Regions from separate parts of the Mus musculus genome. Here region 1 is linked to region 2. The links are chromatin contacts, called in public promoter capture Hi-C maps. All regions are on one chromosome and are shown on one strand. The core of a region is the stretch at or near the end of the contact, and the rest is flanking DNA. Distances in the headings are between cores, read along the strand shown. Region 1 holds the start of Serpinb9b (serine (or cysteine) peptidase inhibitor, clade B, member 9b). Region 2 has its middle 29 kb from the start of Serpinb1c.

Region 1 (7,272 bases), core at 2,959-5,458, 98 kb after region 2:
TTGAAGTTTATTAAACTCTCCTGAATTGTTTCTCACAAATGTTTCTTTCAGATACAATCTTTCCAGCCACCAAAGTAGGAACACTTTCCAGCCTGGGCTACCTTCCTGCCACTGTGAATTATATATTCTGATTCTGGGACAGGAAAGTATCAGAGGAGTGTGGGGGTTGAAAAATGTGAGGAGCCCTGGTCAAATAAGACATATTTATTTACTTTGGATGAAGACTACCAGGATGGCAGCCTCCAGAAGGCACCCAGGCACACAATAACACACACCTAGAACACAGGAAAACACTGGCCTAGACATTGGAATATACAAACCACAAGATTGTAGGGATAGAGGCCTACCGACAGGCAGTGGAAGGCAGAGTCAGGCACTAGCCACCCACCTCCAAGTACAAAAAGAAAATTTGGATAGGACATGCCACTTTCTGAACAGAGTTCCAAAAATTTCGCGTCTAAAGTGAGAGCATCTTCAGTCTTCGGAGCTAGTCAACCCCAAGAAACAGTCCACAGTGATCCTCAACTCTCAGATGACTAAGTCTGATTAAAGGGGTTTTAAGTGAGATCTATGATGGCAAGAATAGAAGTTTAACAGAGGCCACACAGGTTGTAGGAAGATGCAGACCAGGGCTGTGACTATGGCTAGGAGGAACATTCCATTATTCATGTCTCACAGAGATAGCAGAGTCACTTGTTTTATGCAAAAGGTATAAGCATCTTCACTGTTGGGGGGACTTAAATTTTATCATAGAGGTGAGGAGATAGCCAGAAAGCACAGTTAAGTATTCTGTTTCATAAGATTCATTTTAATTATGAGGAGGAGGAGGAGGAGAAGGAGGAGGAGCAAGAGGGAAAGGATGATAATGATGTTGATAACAATAACAGTGATGATGACAATGACTCCTCAAATAAAAATAGGCAGGAGTTTGAGCAGGCCATCTTATTGCAAGATTTTTAAAGAACCAGTGAGCACATGAGCTTATGATTGACATGACTACTCATCAGGGAAAACTCAAAATCATAATGAATAATCACATCACACTGATTGGCTAAAATAAGTTAAGAGAAACCATGCACAAGGAGAGACTGAAACTCACACCTTACGGATGGGTACATATGAGTGCATAAAAGTCTTCAAACTCATTAGGTAGTTCTTCAAATTGTAAAATGTAGAGTTGTCATATGACCCAGAAATTCCTTGGGCTATATGCTAGGTAACTCCAAGAGAGCATATGTGTATACACAAAATAATACATAAATGTTCATAGTAAAATTAGTACTAGGTAAAAGATAGAAATAATCTAATGCTGACCAATTTGCCCAGACCTGCAGGACTTAAGCAACAGGGTTCTCAAGAGAAGAGAACTGCAACTACAAATTTGGGATCAGGAGACACGAAGGAAGGCACCAAGACAAAAATCCTGTTCAAGCCTCGTTTACTCTTGGGAAATGGAGGGATTTTAAAGATGAAAACCTCAAATGATATTTGCTCAGATACACAGGCTAAACCAGGCCAAACTGGTGGTGCTAAGCAACACATCTATGCCAAAGGAATGCCCTCACTGTAAAAAAGATCTGGAAAGGAATGCCCTCATTGTAAAATGTCCAAAGTCAATAAGGAATGGAGCAAGATAGTGGAAGAAGCAAAAGAGTGTTAGATGATGGCCCAGGGACAAGATTCCAGCAGCATCCAGGCCCCAACACCAATTGAATAAAAACTTATTTTAGATAATATCATTATTAATATTCTTACTCAGTCAAAGAAACTAGTGTCTGAAAAATATTATCTTGAGATAACAGAAAAAGACTAAGGTTGTTAATGAGATTTGGGAAAAGAATGAAGCTCTTCACCTCTCGGTCTGATTGAGACTCTTGCCATCCCAGTTACTGTGAAAGTAGCTGACATGCATACAGTAATCATTCTATGTAAGGATATTTTCAAAAGTACATTAAAACAGCAACCATGCTTATAACCTAAGCCTGCATGATCATTCTCCTTGTCCAGATATAAACATGCAAATTCCTAAGAATCTTACAAGAAAACCTGTTTATAGTCCAAGAGATGTCTTGGGAGCCTTCTTACCCATACTTTATCATTCCTGATTATAATACCTATGTAAGGTACTCCTATTTAGGAAAAACGAGGAAGAGAGATTACACATAGGGAGCTGCTACTCTAGCCCTCTGGTATAGAAGCCAAAAGCAGCAAAAACATAGAAAACTTTGACTCCAAAAAATTCCCCAGGTGTGAGAAGAGGGAGAACACATTCCATCATGCCATCAAGCAGGAAGTGCACTGAAGATGATCTCAATAACTTCCTTAGGGGACATGAAGTTCATGGAGAAGAGTATTGCAGTGGGATCTGTGCTCTGTAGAGTGAGCACTGTTTTAAAGGGCAGATCCACGTTGAAACAGACTACACAGAGAAAATAAAATTGGGGGGCAGGAGGTGAAAAAAAAAATAAAAAAGAACAGAGCTTTCCAGATAAGAGAAAATAACATAGCCTGTTTTTGGAAGATGAAGAAGAGGATGGCAGGGAAGTCTCTGGAGAAAGCTGGGGTGAGGAAGGAGAAGCAGAGCAGAGTGGAGAAACTGTGTCAGAAGATATTAAGACAAAGGGGAAGGTAACAATGGGCCAGCGGTTTCAGTGATGTGGGACCAAACTGAAAAGTAGCCCCAAGAATGTGAGTTAAGATAGAAGATGGTCAAACTGGTTGTTGGTCAAAGCAAGGAAATAGGAGAAACAAAGAAATAGGAGGTTGAAATCCCCTACTGCTCGTGGAGGACAGATAAGGACAGAGGTTGCAGAGGAAGCCAAACCTTTCCCCAAGCAAGATGAGCAAGAGAGCCACAGGCTAAAGGTCATATAGCTGTGCTCACTCCCTGCTGGGTGAGGGGTTAGCAGACTCTTGTGGAAAATGGAGCTGAGCAGAGAAGATGAGCACTCTGGAGAAATCCAAAATGCACCCCAGTGGGCTTCAGGGAGGAAGAGTTGGGAGAAAAGCTCCCATCCATAGGTTATACGGAGAGCACGTGGAGTGGAAAGCTTTATCTAGACTGAGTGCACCACAGAGGTTGAAACTGTGTGAGCTCTCAGGCTCAACCAAACCAAAATTTGATATTGTCTAGGAGAAGTAAATGAATGATCCTGTAGACAGGATGAGCCTTTCCTGGGTCTGTGAAGTCCTCCTAATGTTCCTATTTCCTAGCAAGACTTCTTTCTGCCTGGAAGTTCTGCTTATGAGTTTGCCCTCATATAGCCTCATTCTTTGTAGTTTTAAAAGCTTGTCCTTAAATAACTAAACAAAGAAATACTGGCTCTCTATTAGCTATAAAGGAGATTGAGAGTTTCTCAGCAACTTTGTAAGATGTAACATCTGAGAGCCACCAAAGCCATACATGAAGCTACTGCTGAGTCACTGCAGCCATGCTCTCCTTGAGAGCCCTGCATGCTTGGGTGTGTCTCATTCTCTGTTTTCCTACTTTTCTTCCCTTTGTGTTTTACTCATTTTAAATATATTTGTGTTTGCTTCTCAATAAATCCAACTCCATCTCACACTGTCTCTTCATGAAATTTCTTTCTGTGCCAAATTCAAGAATGGTGGACTCACTTGAGTTGAGATTTCTGGACACAATCCAACTCCTACAGATGGCATCGAGTAGCAAGACTGTTCTCTGTGCCCCAGTCACAGCCACCTTGGACACTTAAGGCTGAGCCTCTGAAACATCAGGTTAGTAATAGAATACCACATACATGAGCACATATTCTGTTCACAAGAAATGCTCATGACTGAGGAGAAAAGCATGAAATGCATTAGTATTTGACAGGAGAGTAGGACTAGTGTTTAAGAAATTGGCTTTGAGCTGGGTAGTGGTGGCACACACCTTTAATCCCAGAACTTCGGACACAGAGACAGGCAGATTTCTGAGTTTGAGGCCAGCCTGGTCTGTAGAGTGAGATTCCCAGGACAGCTAGGGCTACACAGAGAAAGGGTGACTTGATTAAAAACAAAACAAGAAGAACAAACAAACAAACAAACAAAAGGAAACGGGCTTTGATACTGCGCACCCTCCATATCCCCCATGCCCCACCCCAAACCAAGAATGCTATCCAGCAATGATTCTCTTTGTCACACAGCAAAAACTCCTGCTATTTTCCCTTCCTCTAAGGGCCCACCCAGTTTTTTTTTCCCCAACCCTCACCAGTCCTCTTCTTGCAAAGGATAGAGCTGGAGGCAGCCTATCTCTCTGTAGGTGGCCAGAGGCACTAAACAGGAAGTCCCTGCCCTGAAGTGAATGAATAAAAGGCTCAGCTGAATCTGGAAGGCTGCTGTGTTAAGCTATAGGGGACATCCAGGCTGAAAAAGCTACATTGAGCAGCAGCTACTCAGGTAGGTTTTTTGCCTGGCTCAGATTGGGGTTGTGGGACCTCCATAAGTCAGTTTTAGAATACAAAGGCTGAATCCAGGAGGGAAACTCAGGAATATTAAGTTAGGGAAAGAGAGAGCTGGGAGCTGGTGTGTGATGGGTATTTTAAAAAGGAGACTCCAAGAGGAACCCCAGCTGGCCAAGTGTCAGGGAGGCTGATCCTGGGGACTGGGACCTAGGCTGTGTTGGCTCCTCTTCTACTAGTCAGGTTAGGGGCTGCAAGGTGTTAGCAGCCTCTTCACAGGCCTCCTTCCGTGCTTCTTCTCAGTACCTACAATTGGCAATTTGACTGCCTTAGCCTTCTCTCCTCCTTTCTTACAAAAGTGAACTCTTTTAAATCAGGTCCTTTTAAACATCTGGAGGTCTCTAGTCCAAATTTGAGCACTGCTCATTGCCATTTATAAAACAGTTCACTCCATGCTGACAGTAATCATGTCTTTGATGAATTTATCTGAGTAATCCCTTTATCTGACGCTGCTTCCAGGTGCTTACTCTTAGGGTGTCAGACATCTCCCTTAACTTCACAGAGATCCAGAATATGGACGATGGTGGACAGCAATCAGTAAGAGAAAGGTGACACTTAAGAGTAATGAGCAGACCCGGGGTGGGGCAGCTGCACTAGGGTAGGACAGCAGAGGCCCTGAGGCTGTCCTGTTCCAATGAAGTTGGAAGGGGGAGGAGTTTGAACTCAGTGACAGGGATGGGGTAGGAGAACTTCTAGGTGAAGTAAACAGCACTTCAAGGACTCAGAAGCAACTTTAAAGTGACCTAAGGGTAGGCAGGAATGCAGGAGGAGGGGCAAGCTGGGTTAGATGAGAGGACCACCTTGAGGGTAATTCATTTGATATAATGCAGCCCCACCTTTCCCTCAGAGCCCTGGGAGACTTCAGGGGAGGACCCAGAGGATCTAAGTATACTCCCAGGATGCTGTGTCCCTCTGTCTGAAGAGTAGGAAGAAGCATGGGTTGAGGTGTCCTGAGACTCCCGAGGCTTTTGATCTGTATTTTAGCACAGTACCATGCACTCTGAAACAGACTTCCAGGGTTCAAGAGTCATATGACAGTGAGAGCACAGTCATGGAATGCACAGTGACTCAGACCTGGGTTAAGGCATCTGGAGCAGTGACGTAGTCTGGGTCAAGCTGTCCATTTATCTGGAAGCTGAGGCATGCTCAAGAGAAAAGCAGCCTGGGTGTCTGCAGAGGATACAAGGTCTCCTGAGCAGTCACTGCAGGGGAATGCTCCCTGCTACACAACAGAGTTGATAACACCAGCCTGTTTTGGGGTGTCATTCAGCATCTCAGAGTCTTTCCTGTCTAACTGCAAATGGGCACTGTCTCATGAGATATCTGGGTATCTCAGGAGACTTATTCACAGGCAGAGTCCAGAATGCAGAGTTGCTGAAGGCAGGCTAGAAGACCTAGATGCTCCTGTCTGTTTTCTTCCTTGCTTCCTCTTCTCTTCCTCCTTCTCTTTAGCCAAAGCTCAACATTCTTCAGAAGATATGTATGTGTGTGTATGGAAGGAGACTAGAGCCAGCCTCTCTCTGCTGTGTCCTGGGTTTGTTTCTGATGATCTTTCCTTTCTTTTCCTTTCTCTGTAGATGAGAAAGAAGGTAGTATGGTCTGCTGCCATGGCCACACTTCCTAATAACTTTAAAAATGGATAGACTGTGAACTAGAACGAATTTTTGAAATTCAATTTAAAGTACTTATGATCTTGGAATATTAATCAGAAGTAGAGTCCCAAGTTTCCCTGCTTCCGACCAATGAACCTTCACCTCTGTGTTGAGTCCCATATCTCCTTTCCCTCCAGACTCTGCATCATGAGTACTCTGTCTGAAGCAAATGGCACCTTTGCCATCCATCTATTGAAGATGTTATGTCAAAGCAACCCTTCCAAAAATGTATGTTTTTCTCCTGTGAGCATCTCCTCTGCTCTAGCTATGGTCCTCCTGGGTGCAAAGGAGCAGACCGCAGTCCAGATATCTCAGGTATGTTCTCTGTCATAACCCTACCCATGTCACATGCATAAGAACTGCTGATAAGGGACAGTAGGAATGTGCACACACTGTTTTATGGAGCAAGGGCTAAAGAGGAAGGGGAGAGTCTCCTCCAGTAAGACTTCTTTAAGGGCAATGAGATTTCCTGAGTAACAACTAGGGTGGAACTCTCAATACTTTGTTTAGAATTCATTTACCAGTGGCGCATAAATAATTTCATGCTATACCTTGTCCCCATGCAGCTCTTTCAGGAATATGAACTAAGGGCCAGATAGCAAACTCATGGTTCTACCTTAATTATAAATGGGTGTTTTTGACATATTTCAATTAGAAATAGCTGAGTTTAGTTAAAGGGCAACAGTTTAGATATATTTTATATAGACTTGTAGTCTTCCAAAGTATCAGAAGTAGACAGACTATGACATTTATAGCTATTGCATTATTAAAAATCATTTCTGCTCCTGACAGTACTCCCTTTACATTTTGGAGAGTGTTTTTGTAGTAAGCTGGCTCACGGCCTACATGAACCGGGTATTTCTGGAAGGCAGGCTGGGGCTGAAAGAGAGACTAGAGAGAAGCATGAGGCCAAGACAAATTTTCTCTGATCAAGGCCCGCGAGTTTACTAAGAGAATGTGCTTATAAAGGGGGTGGAGGGGCATATCCCCCCCCCCCCCCCCCCCCCCCCCGCCAATCCATTCTTGGTGCCTGGAGCCAGCCTGGATAGGATGTGTCTCCAGAATGTCTCAAGGGTCTCTCAGCAGGTAGCAGAGTCTCTGAGAAGAGCAGTGATAGTTGACATAACAATATAGCCATCTAAGTAGGAAGGCTACACCCCAGA
Region 2 (7,201 bases), core at 4,352-6,851:
CTGCAAAAAAACAGTCAACGGTGCTCTCCTTTACAAAGCTGATGGAACCTACTATGTTTTACTTATGTCTTGTAACTCTTGTTACAGCATCTTCATTGTTAATACTTGACAATGAATCATATAGTGAATTCCGATGACTTCTTGTGACTCATTCTCTATCAAGCACTGAAATCCCAATTGACATCCTAGTAGCTGGAACACGGTCTGTGCACACATCAGCATCCCTTCCTCAAGAGAAGTTGATCACTGTCATAAATGAATCAATTGTGCTAATAAATTGTTTGCAGTAACTGTTGTTTCAAGAGGTTTGCAAAGATAAATTTTTTAAAGTCTCCGTCATTAAAATACTTCACTTAAACCTATGAACAGTTTGCCACACCTGTAGACTCATCAGGCTGAATGCTGGATATTGAATACTTGAGGTGAAATAGCAATCAAGAATAGCAGACATGTCATCGATTCTTCTTCAGAGAGTGCCGTTAGATTAAAAAAGTTGCCATCAATTCCATGACAAATTCATCTCTGATCATAACTTGATCAATGTCTTTGGCTGCTGGCAACAGTAAATCTCCAGTGTTGGTGTGACATTTCATAGTTCTGTCAATTCTGAGTGACAGAATTCAAAGCTTCTCAGCTTCAGTAAGTTGGAGAAGACAGTACAGTGTGTGTGACTTTGGGTCTCAGACCTAAGGAGACCCAGGTCAAGAGCCTGGTCCTGGTAGGGTTTTGTGGCCTTCCTCAGGAAAGAGCACTTAAGATATTAGACAGCAAACATTAACAAGGGTCTGTGAAATATTTTCCTGTTTTCCTTGAGGCAGAAGAAACTGAAACAGAGCAGACTTCATCTGCAGAAGCTGGAGGAGCGACTCCTACTGAGCAGGAATGTGGAGGAGGGTGTTCCTTAAGGCTCTGGTGTGTTTATGACCAAGGAGGCAAGAATAAAGAGAAACAGATCTTAAATTCTCATCTACCCGACCCTCCCTCATGGACCCTCTCTCCCTCACACTTTCTGGATTTGTTCCTTTCATCAGACAACTAGGAAAGTTTACCTAGCTTCACCGCTGATTGCATGGATTTCTCTGTTAAAGCTGTTGAGATTCCATTCAGTAGGTGTGGCACATCCTTTTCTACTGATTTCCAGTTTCTACTGCTTCACCTTTGCTGCCCAGTTGGCCACTGGTCTTTTCCCTCTGCCGTCATATGTTTATTCATTACATACTTCAGCTGGTATGCCAGATAACAGGCTGGGTCCGGGAAATGAGGAGTGAAACTGCCCCAGCCTTCAAGTAGGGTGTGCAGTGACCCTGATCACACACTGGCAATTCAGTGCAAGCACAGCCTGTCTGGTCACCTGCCCTTTTGTCTCCCTGCCTGAGTCTCAGTGCAGCCAGCTCCCCTCGGCAGCATGACTCCTATTGGTGCCTTTTTTACTGCGTCTTTTCAGATGTTCATCCATTGGCCCAGTCCATGAGTTTGGAGTTTAGCTTCTTTCTTTGTGTCCTGACTATAACTTCCCAATCAAATGCCTGAACTTACATCCCAGCTTTTGTTTCAAATTCATATGATTTTACACACGTGTCTAGTTTGGTCTAAGTCAAGTTACCTGCTTCTCCCCTTCAGCTCCACATATACAAAATACAAACAAACAAAACAAATAGCAAAACAACAAATAAACCAAAAACAATGATGAGTCCTGCATTGCTGGTGGTTTCAAGTTTTTATAAAAACAGCAAAGAGAGTATGAGAAGGGAGGTTGTATACGGTACCCAATGTATACTGTGTGAAATTGCCCTTATCTTGCACAGTACTATGGAAATGAATATATACAATGAAGTTTTTAAATGGACAAGTAAATAAAAAACAAAACCTAAATAATCAAGATAGTATGTTTTCAAAATGACTTAAAGAAAAGAAACCCTTATTTACTGTTTAAGGGGACACAAGTCTGCACAGATACTATAGAAAACAATATGGAGTGTGCTCTAAAAGGTGAGTATGGATCTACCATATGGTTCAAAAAATCTCACTTTTTGGTATGTAGCTAAAGGAAATAAAATCTGTGAGTACAAATAAAATTTGTATGAACAAAAGATGGTAACACCTGTTTTTATCACAATATTAATCCTAACAGGGATTAATTAGGGATCTGTTTGTGTGCAACAACTGATGAACAGGAAAATAGAGAGTAATGTGCATTCATAAAAACAATGAAACTCTGTTCTGTCTTAAGGAGAAAGAAATCTTGCATTTTAACATCATACACAGGCCTAGAAGATAGCACGTTAAGTTAAATTAGAAAGTCCAACACTGTGAATTAAAAGTTATGTAGAAGTTTAAGATTCTTGAAAACAATTTAACCAAGTGGCAGTTAGTGTAGAATGAATGTGATACTTTACACCTCTGTTCACAAATCATAGCCCAACACAAACAGCAAGGGGAAACAGAAAACAGCCCAACCCAAGGTCAAAAAGCAAACCAGCGGATTTACTTTAAAAACTTGACTTGCTTTGTTTTTAAGATAGAATCAGACAAAACTTTCATCCATAATATAGAATAACTGATCCCTGCTGTCTGTGTCTGTCCACTGGAGTTTTTGGTGAAAGGTAGGCATGCAGTCTGGTATTCACGGAGGCAGGAATCTTCAAGGCAGTAAATGAAATGACCCATAGTTAGACCACAAGTGGGCACATACATGTGAGAAGAAAGAGAGCATTGTTTAATAAAAAACAGGCAGCAAGTCACCAGCCAAGATACAAGAATCAGCAAGACCTGCAAGACAGTGATTAGCAATGTTGACCAGGGAGAGTAGCAGACAAAGAGTCAAGATCAGCAACTAAGAGAGAAAACTAACAGGCAGAGTGGGGCTTCGATGTAGACAACTTTGGATGAGCAGTGAGTAAGCAGCCTCTGATAATGTCTCTGCCTGGGCCAGGGGAATGTGCACAGCCTGTAGATCCATATCAGCCCCACCCAGGAGATGCCCAGACTAACTAAGCTCAGTACTAATACCGTAGTCTGAGTGGTTGCTGCATGAGAACCCTCCCCTAGATAAGCAGCTCAGTGTTTTCTCCTCTGTTGGAAGCCCTCCCACTCCAGAGAGCTTCATTTTTCCTTTGGTTATTTGCACAAGTGTATTTGTTGGTGTGTGTTGTTGTATGTTCATTCTCAATCATCACTAGCAGCAGACAACACGCTCAAACAAACTGCCCTGGTGTACTCTTGGTGACAGTTGATTGTCTGGTTCCTGAGTCCTTGAGTGAAGCAGAGCTGGGCTGAGGAGGACTCTTGCTCTCAAAGGTCTGCATTTCCAGTTGTAGAAATGCTCTACGCGCCTGCTGTCTCACTGTGTTCTGACTTGGATTAAAGACAGGCGTGTTTTCCTTTTGAAATAGACAGCATGCTCTTTGAAGAATGGCACATTCTAAATACCTCTATGTTTTCCATTGTCTCCTCATTTCCAAGAGTATTGACATCATTGTTAGAGAGGTCACTTGAATTCTGGCAAACTGGGCAGAAGGGGACAAAGAACAAGCTAAAGAAAGGAGAAACATAAAACTATGATGACATTAATCATTTCAAAGTTATTTTTCTGATAAGCCAGGAGCAGGGTTACAGAATAAAAGGAAATTAACTGTCTGGCTAATCCCACTGCTAGAGTTTTGGCCTGAGATTCTTCCCTAAAGTTCCTTGTGGCTTAATCACCAGCCTGTGGCATAACTGAGAGTTGGCAGAACTTTTAGAGCAAACAGTTTTTGGAGAAAGCTGGGTTATTGCTAGTGGGGGTGTATCCCTGAACCCCCTCTTTTCTTAAACTTCTTAGCAGGGGGGGGCAGCTTACTATACCTTACACACTTATTGCCACGATGCTCTCACACACTGTGAGCACAAAAACAATCAACTGTGTGTCCAGACATCTGAAACTCTGAGCCACAATGAGCCCGGTTTCAAGTACACTGTTGCTGCTATTTTTATAGTTGTTATTGTTTTTGTTGTCGTCGTTATTATTGTTGGTGCTTCTGCTGTGGTTGCTGCTGTTATTGCTGTAGCTATTGTTCTTTCAGGGATTCTTCTCAAGAGAGAACGCTGACTTTTGCAAGAATCAAAGCAGAGGGAACCGTGTGGATTTAGAAAGTTTGACTTTTATCATTCTCTCTGATTTGTCTGAAAGTTAGATGATAACTTAGATTTGGCTTGCTATCTTCAGTTACTGTGACGGACTCCATCTAGATTTTTCCTCTGCTCTGTTAGGTGTGGGGATTGGAGGAAGTCTTGCGTGAGTAAGTTTCTGAATGAATGGGTATGACTGGCATGGGTGTGGTCATGTGTGGAGGACTCCAATGCCTTTGTCCCATGCTAGTGACAAAGCATTAACTGGGTGAGACTCAGAGGGATGGCAGAGCATTCCTTAGGGCCTGAGTACAAACATAACACCAGACACCACTGTCTCAAAAACTAGCAGCGGCTGCTTCCTCATCCTGGGTGATATCGGTCAGAGACTGCTTGCCTATAGCGACCTCCTATCTACACTAGCCATCCTCTCCATGTGCTGTACATAATAAACATACTGTGATTCTGGGTTGCCACAGCCATAGATATAGCTCCATGTCTGACTGGACACCAGCTTTTCTGAATGTCTGTTTATGTGTATGTCCTGTCTTCAATTCCTTGCAGCCCCTAGTTTGGGTTTCTGGACTTAGGCCATTCAGGTAGAGGTAGTAAGGACCCAGACCAAGAACTTAGACTTCTTCAAAAGCAACAGTCTGAAATTTTATTAGCTACTAACTAACCTGTAACAAGAACTTTCCACTCTAACCAAGGGAAACTATTTTCCTCTTCTGAACTCTGCTCATACTTTCTACATTTCCAATCGGCTCTCTAAATGAGGCCTAGCCAAAATTCATAAATGTTCAAATACACTCCCTAAACTTTTAATGTTCTTTGCTGAGGTCCAGCCTCAGTGTGAGCAAGGTCCCGAAAAGGCAGGAATAGAAATAGTGCTAATTCAATAGTAACTAGGAATCAGTAGTGAATCCAAGCTGTCAGTTCAAATACCCTCTCTGTTCCCAGGATTCTCATCATCCTTCCTTCTTCTGCTTTCTCCCTTCTCATTCTTTTTCCTTATCCTTTCTCATTCTTTTGTCTTCTCTCGACCAGAGATCCTGAACCCAGTCGCTTATTTAGGATAGTTACACCATAACAATAATGAAAGCTTTGATCATTATTAGTAATATTTTTAGAAATCCTTAAATTTCCATAAATATTATGAATCATGAATATTTGATTCCAACCTCTGTTTTCTTAAAACAGAAATTAAACCAAAGCAAAAACACACTGGCTTATGGGATTACACAGCCTGTTCTTCACGAGCAGCTGCGTACAGATCTTGTGGTTTCCTGGTACAGCAGACAGCTGTCTTTAGTAACTTCTTTCATTTAAAAACAGAAAGGTGACAGACTACTAAGGCTGAAAGGATTTCTTAAGAAGTATTTTTATATACATTGCAGCCTTTGCCCTTCTTCTGGATTCCCTCTCCCACAGTTCCTCACCCTACTCCTCCTCCCTCTTGCCTTTGAGAGGCTCTCAACAGGCCTGCCTCTTCCTTCCCTGGGGCCTCAATCCTCTTGAGGATTAGGCACATCTCCTCCCACTGAGGTCAGACCAGGCTGCCCTCTGCTCTATATGTGCTGGAGCCTCTGACCAGCCCATGTATGTTGCCTGGTTGGTGGCTCAGTCTCTGGGAACTCCCTGAGGTCTGGGTTAGTTGACACTGCTTGTCTTCCTGTGGGGTGGCCCTTTTCTTTAACTTCTTCAGTCCTTCCCCTAATTCAACTATAGTAGTCCCTGACTTCAGTCCAATGGTTGGGTGTTAGTATCTGTGTCTGTCTCAGTCAGTTGCTCATAGGGCCTTTCAGAAGATAGCTATGCTAGGTTCCTGTCTTCAGTCTCTTCTTCAGTTTTGTCTCTGAAGTTCTTTTAGACAGGAACAGTTCTGGGTCAGAAATTTTGACTGTGGGTTAGTAACCCCTTCCTCCCTCTTGAGGTCCTGTCTGTCTACTGGAGGTGGTCTCTTGGAGTTTAGTCTCCCCATTGGTGTGCATTTTGGCTAAGGTCACCTCCAATTGAGTCCTGAGAGTCTCCCAAGTTCTAGGTCTCTGGTACTTTCTAGAGAGTCTCCCCACCTTTCACCCCTGAGGCTGCATATTTCCATTTATTCTCCTGGCCCTCTGTGTTTCTCTCCTGTTCCCCCCCACCCCAGTTCCTGATACTGTTCCCCTTTTCCCCTTTCCCCTCTCTTCTTCCTCCCAGGCCCTTCCCTTCCTCTGCCTCCTGTGATTATTTACTTACTCTTTCTATGTGGGATTGAAGCATTCTCTCTTGGCTCCTTTTCTTGTTACACTACTGTGGGTTGCATCCTGGGTATTTTGTAGTTTTTGGCTAATATTCACTTCATATATGTCCTTTTGGTTCTGGATTAATTCACTCAGGATGGTATTTTCTAGTTCCACTGATTTGCCTGCCAAATTCATTATGTCATTGTTTTTAATTGCTGAGTAGTACTCCATTGTGTAAATGAATTACATTTTCTGTATCCATTCTTCTATTGAGGGACATCTGGGTTCTCAACTTCTGGCTATTATAAATAAGGCTGCTATGAACATAGTGGAGCATGTGTCCTTATTACAAGTTGGAACATCTTCTGGGCATATGCCCAAGAGAGGTATTGTTGGATCTTCTGGTAGTACTATGTCCAGTTTTCTGAGAAACCACCAAATCGATTTCCAGAGTGGTTGTACCAATTTCCAATCCTACCAGCAATGGAGGCGTGTTCCTCTTTCTTCATTTCCTTGCCAGCATCTGCTGTCATTTTTTGATCTTAGCCATTCTGATTGGTATAAGGTGGAATCTCAAGGTTGTTTTGATTTGCATTTCCCTGATGACTAAAGACTTTGACTATTTCCTTAAGTGTTTCTCAGCCATTAGAATTTCTTCTGTTGTGAATTCTCTGTTTAGCTCTGTACCCCATTTTTAATTGGGCTATTTGGGTTTGGGGAGGTTAACTTATTGAATTCTTTATATATTTTGGATGTTAACCCTCTATCAGATATAGGATTAGTGAAGATATTTTTCTCCAATCTGTAGGTTGCCAATTTGTCCTATTGACTGTGTCTTCTGTCTTACAGAAGCTTTTCAGTTTCATGAG

What was found. Promoter capture Hi-C pulls out the DNA fragments that hold promoters and counts their contacts.
Region 1: a promoter capture Hi-C map of macrophages shows a contact between it and region 2, with 6 read pairs. The contact joins the promoter of Serpinb9b here to the enhancer-like site in region 2. A contact is called at or near these places in 4 of 39 promoter capture datasets (the 3T3-L1 cell line, HPC-7-derived erythroid cells, hippocampal neurons and 1 more), 11 of 484 Hi-C or Micro-C datasets (the C2C12 cell line, the Patski cell line, the STO cell line and 7 more), 2 of 115 datasets of contacts at active chromatin or transcription factors (extraembryonic endoderm stem cells and trophoblast stem cells) and 2 of 9 other capture datasets (adipose tissue and liver).

What each region holds. Positions count from the first base shown.
Region 1 is chr13:33,023,206-33,030,477 of GRCm38.p6, forward strand. Serpinb9b (serine (or cysteine) peptidase inhibitor, clade B, member 9b) reads left to right here and starts at 4,209. Exons shown (of 7, transcript NM_011452.3): 1 at 4,209-4,395; 2 at 6,247-6,424. The coding sequence starts at 6,257.
Region 2 is chr13:32,923,875-32,931,075 of GRCm38.p6, forward strand. It overlaps a transcript of Serpinb1c not described here and the pseudogene Gm18311. Among named protein-coding and RNA genes, the nearest start is that of Serpinb1c, 29 kb to the left of the region's middle. Within about 2 kb of position 5,602, at least 93 of the 459 cell types and tissues checked have an H3K27ac peak or open chromatin away from gene starts, as enhancers often do. A contact at or near this core is called in the C2C12 cell line, the STO cell line, macrophages and 3 more, where this site is marked.